2 separate regions of the Danio rerio genome follow, and region 2 is linked to region 1. A link is a contact called in public HiChIP or PLAC-seq data. All regions are on one chromosome and are shown on one strand. Each heading gives the region's core, a stretch centred on a gene start, on an enhancer-like site or on the middle of the called end of the contact. The rest is flanking DNA. Distances are from core to core; before and after follow the strand shown. Region 1 holds the start of txnrd2.2 (thioredoxin reductase 2, tandem duplicate 2). Region 2 holds the start of suds3 (SDS3 homolog, SIN3A corepressor complex component).

What was found. HiChIP or PLAC-seq counts read pairs in DNA pulled down with a chosen protein or histone mark.
Region 2: an H3K4me3 HiChIP or PLAC-seq map of gastrula embryo shows a contact between it and region 1, with 2.2 times the contacts expected there. The contact joins the promoter of suds3 here to the promoter of txnrd2.2 in region 1. A contact is called at or near these places in 3 of 18 Hi-C or Micro-C datasets (caudal fin, hematopoietic stem cells and an unstated tissue) and 1 of 4 datasets of contacts at active chromatin or transcription factors (gastrula embryo).

What each region holds. Positions count from the first base shown.
Region 1 is chr5:16,083,065-16,090,879 of GRCz12tu, forward strand. txnrd2.2 (thioredoxin reductase 2, tandem duplicate 2) reads right to left here and starts at 3,698. Exons shown (of 17, transcript NM_001353396.1): 1 at 3,365-3,698; 2 at 2,032-2,100; 3 at 1,814-1,870; 4 at 1,585-1,729. The coding sequence starts at 3,446. It overlaps pebp1 (phosphatidylethanolamine binding protein 1), which reads left to right and starts at 4,400. Exons shown (of 4, transcript NM_213323.2): 1 at 4,400-4,581; 2 at 5,937-6,046; 3 at 6,640-6,740. The coding sequence starts at 4,447. It also overlaps a transcript of srrm4 not described here.
Region 2 is chr5:16,227,877-16,235,691 of GRCz12tu, forward strand. It overlaps suds3 (SDS3 homolog, SIN3A corepressor complex component), which reads left to right and starts at 4,471. Exons shown (of 12, transcript NM_001431113.1): 1 at 4,471-4,692; 2 at 7,034-7,103; 3 at 7,493-7,548. The coding sequence starts at 4,581. It overlaps taok3a (TAO kinase 3a), which reads right to left and starts at 4,372. Exons shown (of 20, transcript XM_073951993.1): 1 at 4,235-4,372. It also overlaps a transcript of srrm4 not described here.

The sequences.
Region 1 (7,815 bases), core at 2,448-4,947:
AAAAAGCTAAAATTTACATTTAAATTCAGTCATTTAGCAGATGTTGTGCACAAAGTGCACAATCTGGTGCAGGACTGAAATTGATTAGAATACATGTTCTATTTAGATAATGAAAAAAATAGTAAAAAACACATCAAGTTTAAGGGAAATTAATTATTATATTCCATTTAAATTATTATATTTGACAGCATATTAAAGATCAGAACAAAATTCATCATCGTCAGATATGTACTGTAGATAAACACCTTTGTTACAATCTCAAAGGTAGAGAGTCAAGGGGGAGGAAAGTAACATTACTTTTAAAATAAAACGCACAAGAAAACAGATAATATCAATGAATGAGGAAGAGTATATCACGACTACCAAATTGCAATAAAGTACGTTTTATTTACAAAACGGTAGTGAATAATAAGAGACAAAAAATACAGTGCATAGAAACCCAACTATTTACAAATCGAAAAATCACAGGCAGCAAAAACGACACAAATTCTTAAACAGATGGATGGGGAGAGTTGGAGAGTTGAAATGTGTCCAAATAATAGAATAAAAAATAAAGAAAATAGATTCTCAGTTTCTGGCTCAGTTTCTTCCCTGACAAAAAATACATCAAAAAACAGAAAGAGTAGATAAATATATAAAAATGAAACAAAAGCACATTTAAACAAACACTGAATAAATAGATTTAATCTAATCATGTTTAGTTCAAGATGGAGAAGGCCGTTTTCAAAGTTGGTGCAAGTGGATCATCTCAGAAGTGTACATGGAGAACACTAAATCATCTTCAACACTAATAAATAAATTGTATGCAAAGTTGTATTTGAGACCAGCACTGAATATCTGTAAAAACTCTCTTCATCTGACCTGGAGTGCCCTCTAGTGCAGTGACTGCTGAACTTTGCAACTGACCCATCAGACATCTGGTGTTTCACCACAAGATGGTGTTGTGCCTTATTTTTTAAAAGTTCTATTTATGTCACTTAAAGAGATAGCTCACCCAAAAATGAAACTTCTGCCATCGTTTACTCACCTTTCACTTGTTCCAAACCTGTTAGAGTCTTCTTTTAAAGAAAACTGAAAACCTGTAAGCACTGATTTCCATAATAGAAAAAACAAACAATATGGAAGTCAATGGTTACAGGTTTTCAGCTTTCTTCAAAAGATCTTCCTTTGTGTTCAACAAAAGACAGAAACTAACAAATGTGTATAATAACTTACGGAAGAGTAAATAGTGAGAACATTTTCATCTTTGGGTGGACGTTCTTTTTGAAACAAAATCTTAAAGGGATAGTTCACCCCAAAACGAAAATGTGCTTGCTATTTATATTTTCTACATTGTCTACAAATCTGAGTTTATTTGTTTTATGTTGAACACAAAATAAGATATTCTGAAGAAAGCTGAAAAACATTTAAATGGATAGTAGGATAAAGTAAATGTTATGGAAGTCAATGGATATAGGTTTCCAACATTTTTCAAAATATCTTCTTTTGTGTTACCCGTAAAAAAATAAACAGCTTAATAACACAGCACTTCTAGATGCAGTCATGCTACGATATGCCTCTAATATCTAATTCCATGAAACTCACCAGTCATGTGACAGGGTTTCTGGGATTTGCCAGCCATACTTCCTAGCATCTTTGACAGCAGTGCCAAGCAGTGCTGCCTGATGCATAAGCTTCTTTGGAATACAGCCGACATTCACACACGTGCCACCGAGACCCCACTTTGTGCCTAAGAGCAGAGTAATCATAAGCGTAATAAGCACACATACAATCCCAGAAACAAGTTGCCAATTGTAAATGGGTTTGTATGTACCTTTGAGTGAAGGTTCAACATAGTCCAAGACAGCAACTTTCTGTCCTAACTGGGCAGCTGTAATCAAAAAAAAAAAAAAAAAAAAAAAAGTGTCAAGCATGATGAAAGTGTGAAGTTAAAATGTTAAATGTCATTTCCAAAAAAAAAAAAGAAACATTGTGCTAAATGTAATTTTAAACAAGAGTAAATTTAAAAGAGAAGCAATTGGAAACTCGTACCTTCTTTTGAACATGCCAACCCTCCAGAGCCTCCACCAATAACCACCAAATCATAATCAAATTTACCTGCTGGGATCAGGATGAATATATTAAAACTTTTAGATTAATCTGTTCATAATAATTAGCTTTTTAGCTAATAGTTTAGCTACTATTTTCCTGCACAGAGGAATAAAGAGTAGTCTACTTTAAACATGCAGATAAGGCATATTTAATTATGTGCTAAATGAATACATTTCTAACACAAAATCTAACACAAAAGTAAAAAAAAAAAAACTTGTTTCTTTTTTCAATTTTCACAAAAGTCCATTTGTGGTATGTTATCACCCAGAAAGTAATAGATTATGAATATATTCCTCTTTTAAAACCCTTCAGAATGTAATGTTAGATAATAATAAACTGTAAAGCTTTTTATTAAACAGCATTTTAAAATATGTTGTAACTGAAATTTAAACACACAAATTAAGTGTGACAAAGAACAGTTGGGGAAAGCGCTTTAGGAAAAGCCAAAATGACCAAAAAGTCAAATTTAACATAATATTAAGTTTTCAATTAACTTTATATTACTTTTTTCAATTTCCTCAAGATAATTTTTTTAAATTTATTATGGTATGTTAAGTTTTCACTCCATAAAATACTGCTAACAGCCAGAAGAAAATGTGATTATGAATGTTTTCCTCTTTTAAAAACCTTCAGAATGTAACATTAGATAATAAAACTGTAAAGTTTGGCTGCTCAGGTGAAGGTTTACTTTAAAATGCTGTTTTTATCAAAACAGACTTTTAAAATATGTGTAAGTGAAATTTTAACACACAAATAAAGTTTGACACAGAACGTTTGAACAAAAATTAAAATTTGACATTAGGTAAAAAAAAAAAATCATCAATTTCCTCAAGATCATTTTTTATTATAGTATGTTGAGTTATAACTCCATAAAATACAGTGAATAGCCAAAATGTAATAGATTATGAACAGATTTCTCTTTTAAAACCCTTCTGAATGTAACGTTAGATAATAATACAAAGTCTGGCTTATGGAAGTGCTGTTGAAATGGAGGTTTACAGGAATGTTTTGTTTTTAATAAACAATACAGTCTCTTTAAATATGAATTGTAACTAAAATTTAAGGACAAATAGAGAGCGACAAAGTACACATGAGGTACACACGCGTAAGGAAAAGCCAAAAAGACCAACGATATATAATTTGACAGGTGCAGAACAAAACAGTAGTTGTCTGTAGTGTGTCTCTCGGAATAAATTAGGAGTACGGACATCTTAAGAAAAATAATATGGCGAAGTAACTGCCACAATATCTCTTGTTATTTAACAAGTATTACCTGTAAAGTTTCTTGAAAGTATTAAAGTCCTGAAACAGCAGAGAGTTTTCACCCTCTGCCTGCCTCTACTGAAGGCAGCCATACTGTCGACAAGATAAGACCCCTGTCAGAGTTATAGGTGCCCCAAAAGAAGCCTGGCTGAACGTTTCACCATCCGTTACAAATTTTACAACGTCGTATCTGCTATGACCTAGCTTAACAGATAGGTTAGCATGTTTGCCGTCTACAATAACGAGTACAGAATAAAAAGCCCTTTATAAAGTGTTAATTTTGTTCTCCTCAGCTGACTGTACGACGTAAGCGGCGTCAGATTCTTTTTCATTTGAATCGGATCTTTTAAATGACTCAAATGAAACAATATACAACACGACTGTATCAACACCAATCGTGTTTAATCGGTTTGAATAAACTTTAATCATTACGCAGACTATTTTACCCACGATGAACGCAATCGATAAAAGAAAAACAAAAAAAAAATGGAAATAATATAATGATTCAAAAGGTTATATGTAAAATATATAGTTATTAGAGAACCAAATATATACTTCAAAAATCACTATTCTAAATGTAAGATATTATCAAACAAATAACCATCAATACTGCAAAACATATGTGCATGCTTTTCATGGAATTTCTTTAAATTCTTAATGAACTTCTGATTCTTCTGTGTTTTTGCACTTTTGTTTCCCTTTTATATATAACGTTGCTACATGTAAGTAACAGTACTTACCCTTTATCGTTCCCATTTTGGTCAACTTTGTTGTTTTAAAGTGCAATATAAATAAAATTGTATTGAATTGCTCTGTGAAGTACAAAAAAAGTTCACAAAAATGTTCAAAAGAACCGATTCCAGAAAATGATTCGAACACTCAAAATGAGAGGCGGGCAAAGAATGTTGACATTTGACCAATCCAAATCAAGAGCACGGTCAGTCGCTACAAGATGATTGGCTGTGCCACCGGCTACAGAGTTCGGTGAAAAACCATAACAAAACTGTAGGGGGAGACAGAAGCTCTTCTTTATCTGCAGCACAGCGGCGTTTATATCTCTTAACCCTTCTTGCACAACAGCCGTGAGTCACCATGCCTGTGGATATCAATGAATGGACAGGTTCTCTAGCGCTTACAGAGGTGGAGGAACCGCCAGCAAAGCCTCTCACTGTCAAATATGACTCTGTGGAGATTGACTCGCTGGGAAAAGTGTGCACACCCACGCAGGTCAGAGAAACATAAAACGCGCATGTAGAAAATAGGCCAGGGCGTCCCGTTAGCGATGCCTATGCTTCACAAAGGATTTGCTGATGTTTGGAATAAAACTGGTCGACTGTTTTAACAAATTTTTGATCATTTAAATGTATAAATGTGCTCTTGTTGCATTTGAATTTACTAAAGGTCGTTGAAACGAATGCAGCCAGTGTGTAGTTATATAATGGGGACAACGGTCGCATGCAGCAAAAGTTGCATCTGTCCAGAAATTCCACGATCACGTGACCTGACTTTGCATTACCTCATGCAAAATTAGAGAGATGCTAATTAATGGGTCAAAGCCTGAATTAGAACAGAGACCTTCATAGCAATAATAATAATAAAAAAAATAATAAAATGGGGCAAAGAGTTCTGGAAGTTGACTGAATAATAATTACAAGCTAATATGTATTTTAAAGGTGTTTATAAAGTTAAATGTATTTATTTATATGGAAATAATTATAATAATGTTATATATATATACGTAGATATATAAATGCAACAGTTACATGTTTATTTTCTGCATGATTACAGTATATATATGATGCAGGGATTCAGTTAAAAATCTTACAAATTATGGTGCATTATAAACAATTGAATATATGAAGTTTTATAATTACAAATGCATATGTAACAACTGAAGTGGAACATAATAAACCACATTTGGTTTGTATTAACTAATTGTTTGCACACAGTTTTTTTACCACACAGTAATTGAAAGACCACATTTAAATTAACTTTTCAGATCATTACTTAAAGTGCAATAAAAATTAATCAAATAAAATCGAAGTTAATCTAATTATACACTTTTTTGACCATATTCTTGTTCATACTCAATAATTATCTGTACCAATGCAGCAAAACGGCATTATTAATTATCAAAATATATAGTGAGCCTGAAATTATTCCACAATTTTCTCGGCCATATTCTTGTTCAGTCTCCATAATTATCTGTACAAATGCATCAAATTGCCATTATCAATTATCAAAATATATACAGTTGAGCCCAAAATGATTTACACCCCAGGAGTATGTATAAATAATTTCAGGCTTGACTGCAAATCCCAATGATCTGCTAACTGTAAATCTATTAACTGTAAATCTATAAATTTACATTATGCATTATCATTCATTCATTTTCTTTTCAGTTTAGTCCCTTTATTAATCCGGGATTGCCACAGCGGAATGAACCGCCAACTTATCCAGCACGTTTTTCACGCAGTGGATGCCCTTCCAGCCGCAACCCATCTCTGGGAAAACATTATGCATTATAATCTATAGTATTTCAGATTATAGTATTCTTGCTTAGTGTAAAACTCACTTTGCAGGTGCAGAATCGGCCCACATCTATTGAATGGGAAGGATGTGACCCGAGTAAGCTCTACACGCTGGCCATGACTGATCCAGACGCACCCAGCCGAAAAGACCCCAAATTTCGGTGTGTTTTCAGATCAGTCCCATTCATCATATCAGATCCTAAACTGTACACTTTCTCAGGACTCCCTAGAAAGTTTACAGTTGACGTTAAAATTATTAGCCCTCCTGTGAATTATTGTTTCCTTTTCAAATGATGTGTAACAGAGCAAATGTTCACAGTATGTCCTATAATGTTTTACCTCCTGGAAAAAGTCTAATATGTTTTATTTCGGATAATTGATAATTTTTTAAAAACATTTTAAAGGTCAATATTATTAAGCAATATTTTTATCCATGACTTGCCTAATTACCCTAACTTACCCTAACCCTACCCTTACTATAACCCTAGCCATTAAATGTCACTTTAAGCTGAATACTAGTGTCTTGAAAAATATCTAGTATAATATTATGTGCTGTCATCAGGGCAAAGATAAAATAAATCAGTGATTAGACATTAGGTATTAAAACTATAATGTTTAGAAATGTGTTGAAAAATCTTTCTATTAAATAAAAATTGGGGGAAAAAATATAGAGGAGAGCTAATAATTCTGACTTCATCTGTACATGTTTGAGGCAGGATACTTAATCTGTTTTAATTGCTGTGTTTAATCTCAGGGAATGGCATCACTTCCTTGTGGTCAACGTGAAAGGTAATGACGTCTCCAGTGGATGCGTCATGTCAGACTATGTTGGCGCAGGACCCCCGAAGGGAACTGGTAAGAGATTAGATAATATCATGTCATTTTAAGCTAGCCAGTGCTACTGTAAGAGATGTTTACACATTTAGGCTATAAAATAAGGTATAAAAACAAACTAAAAACAACTAAAAGTTATCACAATATTTCCCCAGTTGATTGATTACAATAAGAATTGCCAACATTTTTTTATTTTTTGCTATGAGTTGACAGAAACTATATTTTTAAGGTTGGCGTGAATCAGAAGTTGTTGAGACTTTTAGTTTAGTATGTTGATGTACTTCCTACTGAAACAGAATATTGAGTAGGGGCGGGGCTTTTTTTAGGCATCATTCCCACATAGCAAACTAAAGGGGCATATTGTGAATATTGTGGCTGAAGCTGTCAAACTGACATCAGAGAAGGACTGCCACTCCAAACACTAAAGCAAATGGTCAGATTTTGATTTAAAATGACCAAAACAACCCATTGATTGTAAAATTCTATTTTTTGGACATATACCTGAGGAATGGATAAATATCTAATGAATATTTTGTTGGTAGCTGTCAAAAAGAGCATTACAAAAAAAGGTTGCCACATAAAAGTCCTACCCTAAATGCGTGGATAGAAATTACAATAGAAATTTATAAAATGGAGCAAATGACCACATTTGTAAATCAGAAAATGGAACAATTTATTTCATTCTGGGAAAAATGGATCCATAGACCTGAACCTTTTTGTTAACCTAAAATCGGACGGATCACTCCCTACATGTACATAGTTTTGTTGCTGATGTGTATGTATATCTTATTTTACTGATTTATTCATGTATTTTTACTTAATTGTCCCCCTCCCTTTTTAAATTGAATTATTATTAGTTTTTTATTACAATTAATTATTTTTGTTTTTTCATTAGTGTAACATTAGTGTACATGAGCACAAAAGGAAACCATATATTGCTGAAAGAGAAAGTGGATGTACAGAATTTGTGCTTATATTTGTGAGTGTATTCAGATGTGTGATCTCTGACATGTACCTGATGCAATTGTAAAACCTTTTTGAGAAAATAAAAAAGATCACTAAAAAAAAAGAAAGAAAATGACCAATACAAATGCTG
Region 2 (7,815 bases), core at 3,221-5,720, 150 kb after region 1:
ATTACAAAAACATGTTTTATTATAACAATTGATAGTCATTCAATCATTTTCTTTGGCTTAGTACCTTTATTCATCAAGGGTCACCACAGCGGAATGTACCGCCAACTTATCCAGCATAGGTTTTACACAGCAGATGCCCAGACAGTACTGGGAAACATCCCTACACACTCATTCACACACATACACTACACACACAATTCACCTATTGCTTGTCTTTGGACGTGCAAACTCCTCACAGAAATACCAACTGACCCAGCTTGGACTCAAACCAGCAACTTCCTTGCTGTGAGGCGACAGTGCTAACCACTGAGCCACCGTGGTGCCATTGATAAAGTCAAAACTGTCAAATTAAATTAAAATCTAAATAAAAAAAACATTAAATTCTCTTTATAGAGTGCTGAGATGTTACATTTGTCTGTATTTCACTATTCTTCCAAGTATATGTGGATGTATGCGTGTGTGACTGAGGTAAAGTTGTTTTTTATTCGCACATTCGTTCAGTGACAACACACTCCCAATATTGTCTACCATGATACTTTTAATATTTGACGGAAATCACATGTAAATATGACTTCAAAACAACATTAGCACTATTTAATTGACTGTAAACATTGTTGTACTTTGATAGTCGCAGGCTCCTGATATGATTTCACTATTTAGAGTTGAAAGAATACTTTTCTAAAATTATATTATTAAGAAGAAAGTCCGAATGTGTGAATATAAAAACAACTTCACTTCAATCTGACCCAGCCAGGACTCAAACAAGCAAGTGCACTGAGCCACCGTGTCACCCTTTATAAAGTCAAAACTTCCAAATTAAATTAAATCCTAATTAAAAAACAATTAAACTTACTTTTTAGCATGCTGAGGTGTTACATTAGTCTGTATTTCTCTATTCTTCTAAGTATGCATGTAATATATGTGGATTTATGGGTGTGTGATTGAGGTAAAGTTGGTTTTATGTTTGCACATTCATTCAGTGACAACTTGTCACACGCTCCCTATATTGTTTACCATGATACATGGATATTTGACTGAAATCACATGTAAATATGACTTCAAAACAACATTAGCACCATTTATTTGACTGTAAACGTTGTAAACTGATAGTCATTGGCTGCTAATATGATTTCCCTATTTAGCGTTTGCAAACAATACCTTTCTGAAATTATATTAAGGAGAGAGTCAGAATGTGTGAATATAAAACCAACTTCACCTCAATATGTGTGTGTGTGTGTGTGGTGTGGTGTGTGTGTGTGTGTGTGTGTGTGTGTGTGTGTGTGTTAGTTCAAACTGAGTATTACAAGGTATACTTGTATTACAAGGAAGTCAATTACCAACTTAAGAATTATGAATGTACTGTCTTTACAGCTCACAAGCAAAAAACTGCATTAGATCATAAAACAAATGCAAACATAAGCCCTAAAACCAAAATTATTGGATGTCCTCTGTTTAGTCAAGAGGTTTAGACAAACACGAGTATCATTTGAGCAGTTGTAGTAAATATTCTACTTCGTGAAGTCTAACGCCTGTTTCACACCGCAAGCGTCAGCGGCGCGTGAGCAGAGCGTGAGCAGCGCGTGTGTTTTCGGCGTCCATGTTAACAGATTAGAGCTTTCATACCGCACGCAGCAGCAGCGCGTCAGAGCGAGGCGTGAGCGTCGCCGAAGCAGCAGTGCAGCGATAGTTTCGGCGCTGGGTCTATTTTTGACGCGCTGCTCACGCTCAATTAAAGTGACAGTGCATTGATAATGACCAAAACACATTGAATGACAGTAAAAAGTAGCAATTTTACCCAATAAATGCGTTAATAATGTCAAATGGTTTATATATAGTCATTCAAATGAACTTAAAACGATTAAAAACGGCAACAAACATTTATTTAGGCCCAAACTACAAAACCGAATGTAAAACAATTTTACTATCAGTTTTGCTTAAGTTGCACACTAGTGTTGTAGGAGAGGGGAAATAGAATATTTACGGGATTTGTAGTCCATAGCGAAGTGTATTGTGGGTAGTGTAGTGCGACACGCATGCTGGATGATGTGAGCTCGCTGTGTTCTGTGCAGCTAAGCAGAGGAAGAAAGTTTTAATCGGCTTTGTTTTATGTTCACTCGAGTTATTCCTACCGGGAGCTGTTTGCACTGTGAATCTGACAACACGAAAATAAGTAAAAGAATGACATGCATTAATTACTTTTGTCCGTCTCATCATCTGCACGAGCATGAATTAACGAGCTGTTATTCTGCCGCTGGACATCACTGAAGCGGAGAAATTAACACTAGTTTGATCATGTATAAATATCATTATAACTATATTGTATAAATATGATTATAACTAGGTCTACAGCAACCTGATAATCAAAAAACAAATGACATGATATCACAGGCGATTGTCTTCTGACTGTAGACAATTCTCATATAAGTTAGCTTTAGAAGCATACAGTACTATTTGATCTATAAAATTTGTTAAATAAACATTTGCAGGTTAATGAAACAGCATAGGAGGGGCCTTGGTACAGATGAAAAGTTTAAAAAGTGTATTTGTATATAGAGGGGTAACTAGATAGAATAGACAGAGATAGGTTGATCTCAGCAGCAGCTGCCGAAGAGCTGCGCGCTGCAGACGCAGCTGGTGTGAAAGGCAAACGCCTGCGTGCTGCTACTGCTCGACATACGCGCTGCTCACGCTCTGCTCACGCGCCGCTGACGCTTGCGGTGTGAAACAGGCGTAAAGGTTCAGCAAGGGAAAATCAATCGAGCGCAGAGGGAATCTATGGAGACGCAAATAGTGACACCAGATACGATAAAGACGCTTTTAACAGACGACGGAGCGTAACACAAATAAAACATGCCCTGAAAGACAAAACAGACAGTCTAACGAGGCCATAATAAATCTGTATGCCAAAAAAAAACGACCTTACCCAGACAAGCAAAGCTTTATCTTTAATCCAGGTCCAACTCCATAGAAGTCCAGTTATAAGCAAATGTCTTCTTCAGACGAATGAGCGCTATCCTCAATAAGGAACAGTACAGATCCACTTTATTTCTCCTGTAGCCCTTGTAAGGTGGGATGTCGAAGGAAATAAACTTCCAAACTCATTGCAATCGGCGTCTTGGTGCTCCTGCACCTGAAAACGCATCAACTTGTTTATTTTCGACAGACGTCATGACTATCTCGACCGTCTGTGTGATTATAAATCGCCCATGCAGTTCATTTTATGGTATCCAGCGTGGATGTCGCAATAAACCCCGCGCGACTGACAAAGAGCTGACAAGCATCTGACGCTTTTAAAAACCCATCGTACCTGCTACAAGGTAACAGCGCTGATAAACGATCTCGCGAGTCAAACCGCTTTTTAAACTCAACGCCGCCATCTGCCGGTTGGATGAGGAACAACTCCCCTAGACACAATAGAAATGACAGTAGCTATCAGAAAATTGATTATAACACAGTCAAATGATAATTAGATAGATGGTTTACCGTAAATTATTTCACCTGTCCAGTCAATATAATATAGTATTCAATTTATGTGTAGTTAGATTGAACAAGCAGAGGTTGGATTGGTTTTCTTGCTAATTCATCAAACCATCAAACCATTTAATAACACCTGTTATTAGTTAAATATGTAAATCGATAACAGATCCCTAAATAAGTGTTGTTAGCTTTTATATTTTATTTTAAATAGCTTTGTTGTTGCTTTGTTATTTACAATCAATGTAAAATGTTGTTCATTGTTGTTGCATTTCTTAAACGAATTATTATTAATATTATTATTATTATTATTATACAATTCTCTATATCATATTTTAGACTATATTATTATTATATTATTACATTCGTAAAGTAGTAATAGTTGAAGGAACCTAGACTAGTAGTAGTACTAGCAGCAGCAGTAGTAGTAGATTACGCAATACAATTGAGAGGCTGTCAGAATACTGAATACAGTAATTATTTTACTACAGTTAATATTTATATTTTTCCAAAATAATATTAAATATAATTCACTTACAGTTGATTCCACTTTGTTCGTCAGAAACAATGTCAATAATGATTAAAAACAAACATTCGGTGTTTGTGAATGGGCAAGAAAACCGTAGCCAAAGCAGTCTGTGAGATGAAAATGAAACTCGTTCTGTGTCATTCATTCAACAGACGTAAATAGCGACACTAAAATATAGATGAGCATGTCTTTTCTCATAAGTCATTTCAAAATGACATTCCGTACGCTTACCTGAACGTTATAAGGTTTCATGATTGAGAAGTGTTTAGCCTTATTAACTTCAGAAATTCTTCTTGTTCCTTGAATGATAATAAGAACAATACGCGGACAGAGTACTCTCTCTTTCTCTCTCTCCCCCTTCCCATTTCTTCTTTCCCTTATGTCATAATTGCGCACAAGCGGTTCATACTACATTTCCCATCATGCGCTGCTCGAGCATCTCGACCAATCAGATTCCTCGGCCTACCCTCCCGTTGAAAAAAAGAAGAGGCTCGACAGACTGAAAACGTTGTCGGTGCTGTGTGATTGTTTACACGTTGGTGTTTCCTGCGGTGTTATCAATATTTTAAACTAATAAATGGCCTCGACTTTATTGTCACCCATGGTGGATTATTATAACGACGAGGAAGAGCTAGATAGCGTTGATGAAGATGAAGATCGCAGTTTCAGAGGCAGAGACTCGGAAGAAGGTGAATACGCACAAAAATAGCCAGTTTACATTTTAATACAATTATATAATAAATTATTGATTAAAATTATCATTTTAGTTGTGAACCTGTAAGTTGATAGCTGTTTGAGCGCCGATATATGTTAACGTAATGAAAGTGTATGCATGTGTTTCGACTTGTATGCTCGCTGGGTTTTTGCAACTTCATTTGAATTATTTTATGTTTATTGTGATCGTTTTAGACGTAAATAGGGACTGTGTGGGAATTTAACTACATAATGGCTATAAATGTTGTCATACTTGTGCTTTTTGTGCTCTCCAGCCTGTTGATAAACAGCTAGCAGAGTTAGCATAACGTTACGTCAGGAAGCATGAAGTTACTATGCTGTTAAAATGCTTGTAAAATGAGACCCACTTATTTGTATTAAGATGTATCAGAGGACGTTCTTGCATTCAAAGTAGAATATTAAAAGCTGATTAGTTGTAGTTGCTAATATTTGGTTTGGTTACTTGCTCAGATGTAGGCTCTAGTGGTGTTGTAAAGATTTGATATTAACGTATATTTATGAAAATCAAATCAGTCTTGAACTACAATCGTATTTGAATGCAATTTCTTTTCAAAAATGTTTTGTATTTAACTTGGGTCTATAGAAACCTCCGGAAAATGTAGAAACGTGCTTTGTTTTTATTATGCATTGCCAGCATCCTCAATGCATATAAAGTTCATCATCCAGTTTTGAGAAAAATAAAGAACTGATGAATATCAAATGTTCCCTCACCACATATACAGTTGAAGTCAGAATTATTAGCCCCTCCTGTTTATTTTTTCCCCAATTTCTGTTTAACGGAGAGAACTTTCTCCCAACACATTTCTAAGCATAATAGTTTTAATAACTCATTTCTAATAACTGATTTATTTTATCTTTGCCATGATGACAGTAAATAATATTTGACTAGATATTTTTCAAGACACTTCTATACAGCTTATAGTGACATTTAAAGGCTTAACTAGGTTAATTAGGTTAACTAGACAGGTTAGGGTAATTAGATAATTTATTGTATAATGATGGTTTACTCTGTAGACTATCAAAAATATATAGCCTAAAGGGGCTAATAACTTTCTCCAGAAGAAAAAATATTATCAGACATAATATGCAAATGTCCTTGCTCTGTTAGACATAATTTGAGAAATATAAAAAAATATATATAGTAAAGTCAAAGGGGTGCTAATAATTAAAATATAATTAAAATATTTAAACATTAAAATAAAACCTTAATATTCATTTCAATTCAATTCAGCTTTATTTGTATAGCGCTTTTACAATGTAGATTGTGTCAAAGCAGCTTCACATAAATGGTCATAGTAACTGGAACAGTGTGGTTCAGGTTTTAGTGTTTAAGTTCAGTTCAGTTCAGTTTAGCTCAGTTCAGTGTGATTTAATCATTACTGAGAGTTCAAACACTGAAGAGCAAATTCATCGATGCGTAGCTCTACCAATCCTGAACCATGCGAGGGAGTGGCGACAGCGGAGAGGGAAAAAAAACTTCACCTGATGGGAGTGAAGAAAAAAAACCTTGAGGGAACCAGACTCAGTTGGGCACGACCATTTTAATTTCTCCGCTGGCCAAAAGTCTTGTGCAGAGCTTCATTCGCCGTGGTTTAGGCTGGAATAATAAACATTGGAAAATACAATATTACCCTATAATAATTAGTTAGTATAAGAATCACTCACCAAAACTGCATTTATTTGATCACAAATAAAATATAACATAATTTGAATTCAATAAGGGCGACACAGGGGCTCAGTGGTTAGCACTGTCGCCTCACAGCAAGAAGGTAGCTGGTTTGAGTCCCAGCTGGGTCAGAGTTTGCATGTTCTCCTGGTATTGACGTGGGTTTCCTTCAGGTGCTTCGGTTTCCCCCACAGTCCAAAGATATATGCCATAGGTGAATTGGGTAAGCTAAATTGTCCATAGTGTATGTCTGTGAATGAGAGTGTCAGTGTATGGATGTTTTCAGTACTGAATTGCAGGTGAAAGGGCATCCACTGTGTAAAAACATATGCTGGATAAGTTGGCGGTTCATTCGTCTGTGGCAATCTCCAAGCCGAAGGATAACAAATGAATGAATGAATAAATAAGATAGCTAGTGTAAACTACTTGACTCACTTACCATATAAATATATTTAAACTACACTGTCTGTCCGCTAGATGGCGCTATATATGTTTACAAGTCATTTGAATAATCTATGTTCAAAACTCAGTGGGATCATTTCTAGCTTTAGTGCAGTTAAGTGTCGTCAGTATGTACCATATATTATTCTATTGCTCTTATTGAATTTTTTATTATTGTTTTGTTATAGACACAGAAGATGCCAGTGAAACAGATCTTGCCAAACATGATGAGGACGACTATGTCGAAATCAAAGAGCAGTAAGTATTCCTTCTGACTGACTACCATTCACTTATGATTTATGTGAAGGGATTCTGTACATTAGAGCTATTTTTATATCTCTCTGTCTATCTGGCTGACATACATCTGAAAAATTGTATATAACTGTTATTATATTGGTATTTACTTATTTAATTGTGTATGTTTACATCTATATAAGTATGTTGTAAAGAATGCTATTTGTACAATTAATTAAAATTAGATTTGAATTATTATATTGAAAATTGCATATGTTAAAATTGCCTTTGATGCTGATATTGTGTTAAACCATAAATAAATAAATCTTACAAACAAATCTACTATGAAATGCATGCTTTAAAATAAAACTTGAACATTTATGAGAATTATTCTGTTTTTGTCTTGAATTTAGGATGTATCAAGACAAATTGGCATCCTTGAAAAGACAGTTACAACAGCTGCAAGAAGGTAAAAGGAAATACTCTTACTCATTATTAAATCATGTTTATTTACAATTAGGGCTGCACGATATTGAAAAAATCTGACATCGCAATAGTTTTTTTTCTGAAATATTTATTGAGATATGAATAAAGTTGCACCAAATGGCTGGAGATCACTAATATATATATATATATATATATATATATATATATATATATATATATATATATATATATATATATATATAATTATATATATATATATATATATATATATATATATATATATATATAT